2 separate regions of the Anas platyrhynchos genome follow, and region 1 is linked to region 2. A link is a contact called in public Hi-C data. All regions are on one chromosome and are shown on one strand. Each heading gives the region's core, a stretch centred on a gene start, on an enhancer-like site or on the middle of the called end of the contact. The rest is flanking DNA. Distances are from core to core; before and after follow the strand shown.

The links. A called contact is a pair of places that touch in the nucleus more often than the background predicts.
Region 1: a contact with region 2 is called in a Hi-C map of skeletal muscle, with 2.0 times the contacts expected there. The contact joins the promoter of TSSK2 here to the enhancer-like site in region 2. A contact is called at or near these places in 4 of 8 Hi-C or Micro-C datasets (F1 follicle, liver, skeletal muscle and 1 more).

The regions. Positions count from the first base shown.
Region 1 is chr16:9,535,192-9,540,013 of IASCAAS_PekinDuck_T2T, forward strand. TSSK2 (testis specific serine kinase 2) reads left to right here and starts at 2,884. Exons shown (of 1, transcript XM_021273502.4): 1 at 2,884-3,982. The coding sequence starts at 2,884. The coding sequence ends at 3,852. ESS2 (ess-2 splicing factor homolog) reads right to left here. Exons shown (of 10, transcript XM_027470253.3): 10 at 288-4,822. The coding sequence ends at 4,813.
Region 2 is chr16:9,502,300-9,507,285 of IASCAAS_PekinDuck_T2T, forward strand. It overlaps DGCR2 (DiGeorge syndrome critical region gene 2), which reads right to left. Exons shown (of 10, transcript XM_072024527.1): 3 at 2,189-2,316; 4 at 1-22. Among named protein-coding and RNA genes, the nearest start is that of DGCR2, 29 kb to the right of the region's middle. Within about 2 kb of position 1,457, at least 1 of the 8 cell types and tissues checked has an H3K27ac peak or open chromatin away from gene starts, as enhancers often do.

The sequences.
Region 1 (4,822 bases), core at 1,634-4,133, 34 kb after region 2:
ACCATCTCCTTTCCCCCACGGAGCTGAGCCCTGGGCTGCCCCTTCCCGCACAGACCCTGTAACGTGGGCACCGACATTACAACATCGCAGCCCCACCTCGGGCCACGGCCCCAGCTCCACGGGGGCCACCGCGATTCCTTGCAGGCCAGCGCTGGCCCCTTGCAGCGTCGCTCACTGCCGACAGCCTCCGTAGCTCCGCAAGTGCTCTGCCTCTTACTGCGGCCGAGGGAGGAAGCGTGCTTGGGCCTCGCTTGTAAAAAGAAAAATAATGCTCAGAAAGTAAGAAGTCATCAACAACAAGCTGGTTTTTTCGCTTTTGATTTGGCCATGTAAAGCACGTTATCTGCTAGTGCTACAGTACCAAAAAAATCTGGCAACAAAGAGCCCACTGATTCCTTAATTACAGATAACAGGGTGCTCAAGGCTGCAGCAGGAAGCGGAGACAAGGCATCAAAGCAAGTGTTACAGGAATAGCCCATCTGAAGAGCACTCCATAACCTTCAAGAGATCCAGTTTTATAGCATTTCACTGAAAATAAATTATAGTTCCAGCAAATACATGAAGGCCCTTCAATCTGGCAGAATCAAGACTAGGATGTTAGTGAGGTTGTGTAGGTTAATTCACTCCAGGGATGACAGAACCAACACTGTCCCGCAAGATATTTGCTGCAGTCTGCTTTTAAGCATGAATTGCACGATACGAAACCAACACTTCCCAGATTCCCCATTTGTCTACATGTTACTCTGTGAGCTGGCCACATCCTGGTATGAGCACAACTAGCCTGAAATACTAGGAAGCGTTCAGCCAAGGCCCTTCTGAGCAAAGAAATGCTTCTGTGTGTGAGCATCATCTGTTAACTAGGGACACTGATTGTCAGAACACTGTGAAATAAATGAATAGAAATGTTACCTAAAAACTTCATCATTATTTACCCAGTTCGGTCCTCAAGGGCCACTGAAAACATGGACACATTGGTAAACAGACGAACTTTGCGTTCATTTATGAACATCTGAGAATAGTTTTTGTTTGTTTACCTGAAGAACAACTCAGCCCTCAGTTATTTCCAAATTAAAGAAACCCAAAACTCTTCATTTCATGCAGCCACAAACCCAGAAATGCCGGATTGATCAGTTCCTTTTCACAAGGTGCACTATAAGAACTCTATTCACTTGGAAGAGTTTCCTGTTCAGGGACGTGAGTTTTGGAAGCGGCAGCGGAAACCACGCGAGAGGAAGCTCTCCACCAGGACAAGCAAGGCAAACATCCCGGGCCTTACACAGGTCTGCAGGCACCGCTCAAAGAGCTGCCTAAAAATTTCCACGGATGTTCCCTGGGTAAAGCGTCACCCGATTATGGCAAACGTCAAGACTGCCAAGTGTTACACAGGCTGCCCTGTACTCAGGCGTGGTGCAAGAAGGGCACACACGTGGCTACGCCTGCTTCCTGCTCAAAAGGTGCTCAGAGATCAGCTCTTACTGGAACACGCACAGCTCCGAATGGTTAAAACTGCTCTTCATCCTTCTGGTTAATTACAACGATTAGCCAGAAGTTTCAAAGAAAGGGAGGAAAAAGGTTTTAAAAAGCCCCAGTCTGCCTGTTGGAGTCACTGCTCCAGTTCTTCAGAATGCTGTTGGTGTCCATGCTGGGGGACCGCACGATTGTCCCTAGCCCTGTGCTGTTCCCATCGCCATCAAGTCTTTGAAGTCAGACACGTGGAAGCTGAAAAATCAAGTTCGAAAAAGCTGAAACCAACAGAAAACCCCAGAGGCTGATGACAGTGAAGCAATCAGCACGCAAAACAACAGGAATCCTCCGATGAGCTCTGAAGAAGGTGCTGTCCTGAACCTTTCTTGAGAATACCAGAAGCTGGAAGCCAGAACTTCCCAAAGAGTGAGGGTTTAAGAAAAAGCCAGATGCAAAGCCCACAAAAAGCAGCAAATCATGACCTGCGGAATGGAGGAGCTGAACGAAAACTAAGGAAATGAAGTTAAGGGATGGCACATCCCGCCCTTCCAAGCCCCAAGCAAACAAACAAAAACCCACCGCAATTCTTGAACGCAGCCATTGCAGACAAAAACCAATCCATTGTGGAATGAAAGTATTTAAGAAACTTAACAACAAGTCTTTTGTAAACTCAAGATAACCAAAAGAGTTGCTAAGACTAGATTTCACTCTGTTAAGTAAAAAATGAAACGTTCAGCAGTAGAAATATTTTAAAAGAGTTCTACTTCACTAAATTTAGTTACTTAAGACATTTTTCCAATAGCTTTATGCTTTTGGGAAGGAGCTTTTTCCTGAACATCATTATGAAAAATTCCTTCATATTACCCTGTGGAGGAGGGCAGGGAGGAGGAAGCTGGCAGACTCAAGACTGAAGAGGAGGATACCTCCCCCCCTCCCAAAATTCACCCCGTGTGATTACATTCATTTTCCTTCTAACATGCCACAGATAATTCCCCACACCAATCAAATGCGTCTACCAAATTATTTACTGCACAGCTGAGCTCCTGGTTAACACAATGTAAGATATAAAAGATTTAGGCACATTTCAGAAAAAAAAGAAAAACTTTTAAGCTGCTTCCACCCTATCAGCAAAACTAAACACAGTTTTATGAAGAAGGTGGAGCACGACCACCGTCCCTCAGACTTGCCACCACATTGTACCTCGGATGAGGTCACCCAGGGGCTGTGCAGGTCTGGAATTGCTGATCTGACCGCGGGAGCTGTCTGTGACATCACACAGCGCCCGGTGCCGGGCCGGCCGGCTGCTCGCCCGCGGTTCCAGCAGCTCGGGCAGCCACCATGGTGCGTGGCCATACCACCTGCCACCACGCATGATGCTCACCAGCACCAGCTCACACAGCTCCCCAAAGCTCTCCCACCATGGACGATGCTGCGGTGCTTGAAAGGAAAGGTTACAGCCTGAGTGCCACGTTGGGAGAGGGCTCGTACGGCAAGGTGAAGTCAGCCTACTGCAACAAGTTGAAATGCAACGTGGCCGTAAAGATAATCGACAAGAGGAAAACTCCCCAGGACTTCCTGGAGAGATTTCTGCCCAGGGAAATAGCTGCTCTGAAACGCCTGCACCACCCATCGATCATCAAAACCTATGAGATCTTTGAGACATCAAGTGGGAAAGTGTACATCATCATGGAGCTGGGGGTGAAGGGAGACCTCCTGGACTACATCAAGATCACGGGAGCCATGAAGGAGGACTTTGCTCGTTTAAAGTTCCAGCAGCTGGCTTCTGCCATCAAGCACTGCCATGACTCAGACCTTGCTCACAGGGACCTGAAATGTGAGAACATCCTTCTCGACAAAGACCTAAATGTCAAGTTGTCAGACTTCGGCTTTTCCAAACCCTTGTCTCGGGATGAAAATGGGAGAACTATTCTCAGTAAAACCTTCTGCGGGTCTGCTGCATACGCAGCCCCTGAAGTGCTGCAGGGCATTCCTTGCGACCCCAAGATTTCTGACATATGGAGCCTGGGCGTCATCCTCTATACAATGGTCTACGCATTAATGCCCTTTGATGATTCCAATGTTAGAAAAATGATCTATATTCAGAAACAACACAGGATTCCCTTCCCCAAGTCAAAATACCTGACTACAGAGTGCAAGGACCTTATTTACCACTTGCTCCAGCCCGATGTATCTCAGAGGCTGTGTATAGATGAAGTTCTGAAACACTCATGGTTGCAGACTCCAAAATCCCACATCCCAACCCCTCTGTCAGCTGCAGAAACTGGTGAGTGTTCCCAAAACCTGCATGACAAAAAGCCTGAGCACAAACAGGAAGCCAAAACCCACCCTGCAGAACAGGAAGGACAGAAGGAAAACGGGTCCTCTTAAAAATCGGTCCAACTTGTGAACTGCTGGTTTTCAACTTGAGCTTCTCTGAACCCTTTACGAAACACTCCTCGTCTTTTGCTTTACGAAGTATAGAAACACAAAATACAGTGCATCTGCTGAGCTGAACGAACACTGCTGTTTTAAAAGGCCTGTCTGATACGGTTTGCAGGGACCAGAAGTTACGGTCAAAAGCACATCAGAAAACTTTCAGGTCACAGTGCTGCTGACTGACACATTTCTCACACGTTTCTCAAGTTTCTGATTATACCAGCTGCAGAATTCAGTAAGTAACAGTGCAGGTTATTAGGATGTGTGAATTGATGTCTGGAACCGCATGCATACTTTTTTTCACAACATAACAATTCTCTTGACAGGTCCATTGAACACTCAGGAGCATCAGTCTGAACTCCACTTACATTAAACAGAAGCCCTCTAAAATTCTGGGTCATGTCTCAATATATACACGGTTATATCCTCTCTTCTGCAAAGCACAAGACCAAAGAAGTTTGACAAGCAGGAGGAAAGTCCAGTCCAACCTCTTAGGAAGGCTTACCACGTTTTATAAATAGATATATCTGTACAGAAATGTATTTAAACGCATGGCCATCTTAAAAAAAAAAAAAAGAGAAATATATCTTTAAAAAATTATCGCTGTTTTCTAAGAGACCAGACTCTTCTCTGCCACTGCAGGAAGCATCCTTACGATACAGCAGCCCTGTGTAACACATCCGTGCAGTTCAGAGGGAAGTTATACCACAGCAGGAGATATTTTGCCTCCAAAAGCACATCACAAAGCTACTTCAGCCACATAGTCTAGACCTGGTCCCAGATCTAGTAACTGCTGCTTTCTGCTCTGGCAGCTGTACCTAGATACCCCTCACTACTGATGGCTTGTGACATCCAGCTTGCAGCCAGCTAAGCACAGACAGTTCGCTGCTGCCTTGCTGATGACTGGAACATTTAGAAGAAA
Region 2 (4,986 bases), core at 207-2,706:
CTGTTGGGCACTTTCCTAGGAAACATGAAGAATAGAAGGGAAACCATTCCCCCCAAATTAGGATCTTCCAGGTAACACGTCCTAATCAGCTTATGACAATGCAATGTGTAATCACTTGGATGCATGTACACAACACACCACGTGTAATTTACCTCACCAGTAGGAGATGCATGCATTACAGATCACAGGAGACTTCCTTTACTAGTGCTTTTGACAAAGGATTTTCTTTTAATGCACTGAAAAACTCTTAGTGATGTTTCCCTGCACTGTGACAGCCTTTAAATTCTTTAATTAAGACTGATGATCTACAGTGGAAGGTTTTCCCTGAACAGCTTTATAAATCCAATCAGTTGGATCAATGCTAGTCACAACAAGCTGCAAGAAGCAGGAAGGATAAACCAGAGGTGGCCAACATAACGATCACATCTTTCTATTAGGTGGTTAGCAGTATGCCCAACTTACTCTGAGGATTTCAACCTTATTTTACAAACAAGCTCAGTAGTATTCACATGGTGAGTGCATGGTCACTCACTAAAGGTGATGGGATGGGGGTTTTGGGGCAATGGTGGTTTGCTCTAGAAAAATGTCACTGCACAGAACATCCTTAGAAATTAGGCAGGTGATGGTATGAACTGTAGTCTCTGCTTTCTCAATTAACTAAATTGAAGAAATACACAAAAAAAATCCTCGAGGCATTTCTGGATGAAACAGACCCAAGGGCTTTTGATGACTGACATTCTTGGAGGTGATACGTAACTAATAGAAACAGACGTGAAATATGATTTTAACTCCTGCATTTGCAGAATTAATTTTGCATGACACCTAAGAAAGTAACTTTAAATTCATAAACTGTTTTATGTTTGTTGCAAGCATTCAAAGAGATCTTGTTCTCAAGACTAGGAACTCCCTTCAGAAACAGTGATCTTTACCATAAAATAGTGACACATTTACATTTGAATTCCTTTAGATATCTTCCTTAGGTCTACTGGTCACATCACTGGGATGGGACAGAATACAACATGAGTATTATAGATATTGCTGAATCAATTTCTAAGTTGTTTTATTGTCCTCTACAAATTTGTTTAACAAGTTAGCTACTGCAGTAAATACCGGAATCAAAGTACCTATTTTAATAAGCCCCCTCCCCCCTCCCAGAAAAGAGGTAATTTTTTACTTGTGCTAATCACTTGACTTTTTCAGACTCCTGCCATATCTTCTCTGCATGTCCCCTTCCTAGTGTGCCCCATCCCTCCCTCCAAGCATGATCAGTGCTGTCTCATTCCCAAATCACTGGATGATCCAAGGAGCAAAAAAGAAGAAGACCAGAAAGAGGCAGCAAGGGAGACTGATGCATTGGACCTAAAGAAATTCAAAGGCAGCAGTCACTATGAGCTACAATCAGTAAGAAGGACAGTTACGGAACATTTATAAATTTAGATAAGGCTTGTACCAGGATGCAGAAAGCATCGCCAGCAGTGATTCAGGTAAAAGGGCAGGATGATATTGGAGTGGTATTTTTGAAGGTTCCCAACTAACACTCGGAAGTAACAAGGAAAAAAACATTCAGGTCCTACACTCTTCCTTGATAGTTCCTTCATAGACTTTTTCCTTCAGAGAAGCAAGAAGGAAAGAATTTCCCTAAGTTCCCCACTTCCTAAAGAACATTATTCCTTCTTAAAAAGGGTACAAAACTCACAACATCAGATATGTACTTAGTTTACTAAGGATACTGCAACTTCTTCTAAGATCATCTTCTAAATGACTTAAATCAAAAGCAATCAATTTTGTTTTTCCCTACTTTCCAGGGGAAAACTGCAAACTCACATCAAGAGACAGATGACAGATTATCATGCCTGCTGAAGGATGAAACCATCACTTAACTCATCACAATTACAGAAAACCAGGCCCACAGTTCATAAATGAAAAACACAATTTCAGTTGCACAAAAGTAGTGTTACAAAGGAAGCTGGATTCTTCATATGTATCAGCCTGCTATATAAACTGTGCAACACCACAGCACACACATAAAGGAAGTGTGCAAAAACCTTCAGGAGTACTTCATTTAAGCAAAGACTGGTCTAAAAGCCACGCAAGAGAAAATCTATTAATTTCTCCTTAAGAGAACAATTAATCTAAATTGCTAAGCTAATTAGTAGAAAGATAGGCCAGATTTCCCAGGCTGCAACTTACTGCTAAATCGGACAGGCTGTGCCACATTGACAGTGTGAAAGCGGGTCGTCTCTCCTCCCCTCCCTCGATTATGCCTGGCGTCCACATTCTCCTTCCCATGGTAAGTTCGCTGGTCCCCTGTCAAGCCTGAAGAGAAGGAATAGTCAGTACCAGTGAAAAATGCAGGAAAAAGCAGATTTGATTTTACTAAACTGTCTACGGGCTTTAATTCAATACAAATATATGATACATAATACAGGCAGGTAAATTAAGACGGCCAGGCTGTTACTGCCAGGATCTACCATTTTACATGGCTCATAACAAAAATAATTGCAGTTGAAAAGAACCAACAAGCCATTACATGAATCTTGCAAAGTAAGATAAATATTTTGGCAGATTTTCAACAACTGCAGTTGTGCACAGAACCTGATACTTGTCATTTCAGTTGCTGCAGCAAATGCATCATTCCCAGTGCATTTTGTCTGTTCTTGTTTACAGAACTACCCACTCTCCAGCTGCTCAGTTTCTCAGTTGTGTGTTCAAAGATACAAGACAACTTCTCCAATATGTTTTCCAACGCATTCTCTGAGATCTAGGGCAAAATCAAAACCAGGAAAGAAAGTCCATCCTTGGCCAGAAGAATTGGGCTTTTCATTCCTTCTCAGGCTTTCTAAAGGAAACGTTTGCTCATTATTTCTGAAACAAAAAACACACACACCCTAATCTGGGTGTCGGGGCTTCTGAATGGATGCATGAGATAAATGGATTCAAGAGGTTATGAAAACACAATGCAGAATGTAATCCGCAAAAGGGGCACAGGTTAGGTGCAGACACTGCCAGCAAAACTATAAGCAGTAAGGCTAGAAGGATAGTGGGCAGAAACCCTTGAGAAAAGGCAGATGAATACCAGAGTTCCATCTGGAAACAAGGAATTAACCTAAAATCAGAAAAAAAGAACCCAACAATGCAAGCATTAGAAATACCTACTTGTATGTCATGTAATACCGCCAGCTGGTATTTGAGCTAATAGACTTGCACAGCACAAAGAGCTACATAGGCATATATTTCTGTATATAAAAAAAATCAGCTTATTTCCCTTTAAAGCTGATTAGCTCTATTTACACTAGCTAAACCAAATACACCAGCCATGGTCCAAAATAGAGAGCAGCTACATAGACTTCTTCAACAGCTTTAATTACATCTGTTTGAAATATATTCAAAATGATGTGAATCAAGCTTTCTCCACTAACTTGAAAAAAATCAAGACATCCAGAGCAATTTCACGATCATTTAAACCCTCAGCTGGAGGCTGCCTGGGGTGTTACCTGGGGGAAAGGCCTCCAGAAGACCCTCCATCAAACAAGGTGCTCCTTGGGACCAACTGCACCAATGACCAAAACCAAAAAATCTCAAGGAGCAGCCTAGGAACAGCAGAGTAGCTCTGCATTCAAGTGGCTCTAGCATACTGAGTTTGCCCCAAGTTAATGGAATGAGCAAGGATATTTAATTACCAGGTCACCCTAGGAATTACGTGCCTATAGAGATCACCCATTAAAAACTGGCTCTGTGTGATACACTCACATGGCCTCACAGGAACGAGGCAGTAATTCCAATATTCCAAATTAGAATGCGCTACGTATCACAGGAAAGAAGGTAGTGCCAAGAAATTCAGTGAGCGTACATTTCAAAGGACACAAAATGGTAAAATAATTTGACAATGAAGATCATGGATTATTTTCATTCCTTTAAAGGCCAAACTATTTTTAGTTTTAGAATTTGCCTGCAGTTAATCCTAATGTTGCAGTAGCATTATTTACACTATGATCATCAGAGTGATACTAATACATTAAAAAAGCAAATCTTTAATTAGTGTTATTTTTTAAAGTCTTAATATCATTAATGTAGAATACTTTATCAGAGATGAACTGAGTTCAGCACCGGGAAGCCCTATTTTCCCATGGCATTAAATGGTAACATCTAAAGAGAAAGAACCAGTTGGAACCAAACAGAAGAAGAATTAGTTCCCTTGGAGAAGTGAGAGCAGATGCAGCACCATATGGCTGACCCTCCACGGCTAAACAGAACGCCCACGAGTACTTAACAATTTAACTCCCCTGGGAATAAAAGAGAAGTTCGCGGGTTTTAATACGCAAGGGTTAAGAACGGGTTACTCACGCTAACATCAAATTGACAGAATTTATACCAAATGCTTTGAGAAAAAGCTACACGGATCGCACAAAGGCAGCTTGCCCAGTCACCACCCGAAGCAGGACATCCCCTCCTTCCTTCCCCGGCGTCAGCAGCCCTGCCACCAAAACACGCAGGACTCGAGAGGCAAAAAGCAGCCACCGCGAGTTCTCCTTCGAGCCCAATGCTGTCAGTCACTTAATAAATCGGAGCTCTTCAAATAGAAAATTGCTTCTATTTGACCTGAATTTTCTGTCTTTGAGAAAAGCAAAGATGACAAGTTTTTCCAGGGCAATAAAGAAAGAGCATGCTAACGAGCCTGTAAATTACTCGACTGTCATGAAAAGCAGTTGCAGATTCTAGTGGCAAAGGTGTAATTGGGCTGGTTTTCTATTGTGCCATTTCAATACTCTGCAGAAGAATTTTCTTTGTATGCTGCTGTTCTGCTTTATTAACAATATTTATATCTTTAAATACAAATTAATAGTGCCATGGACTGAGCTTAAGGATAACAACTTGAGCCAGAAGACCAAAACCTACGTTTCAGTATTTCAAAAAGGCAAAACAATGATTCTTAGTGCCTACGTGCACATTTAATACTCTGAAAGCTATCCAGTTGGGGAAGATGAG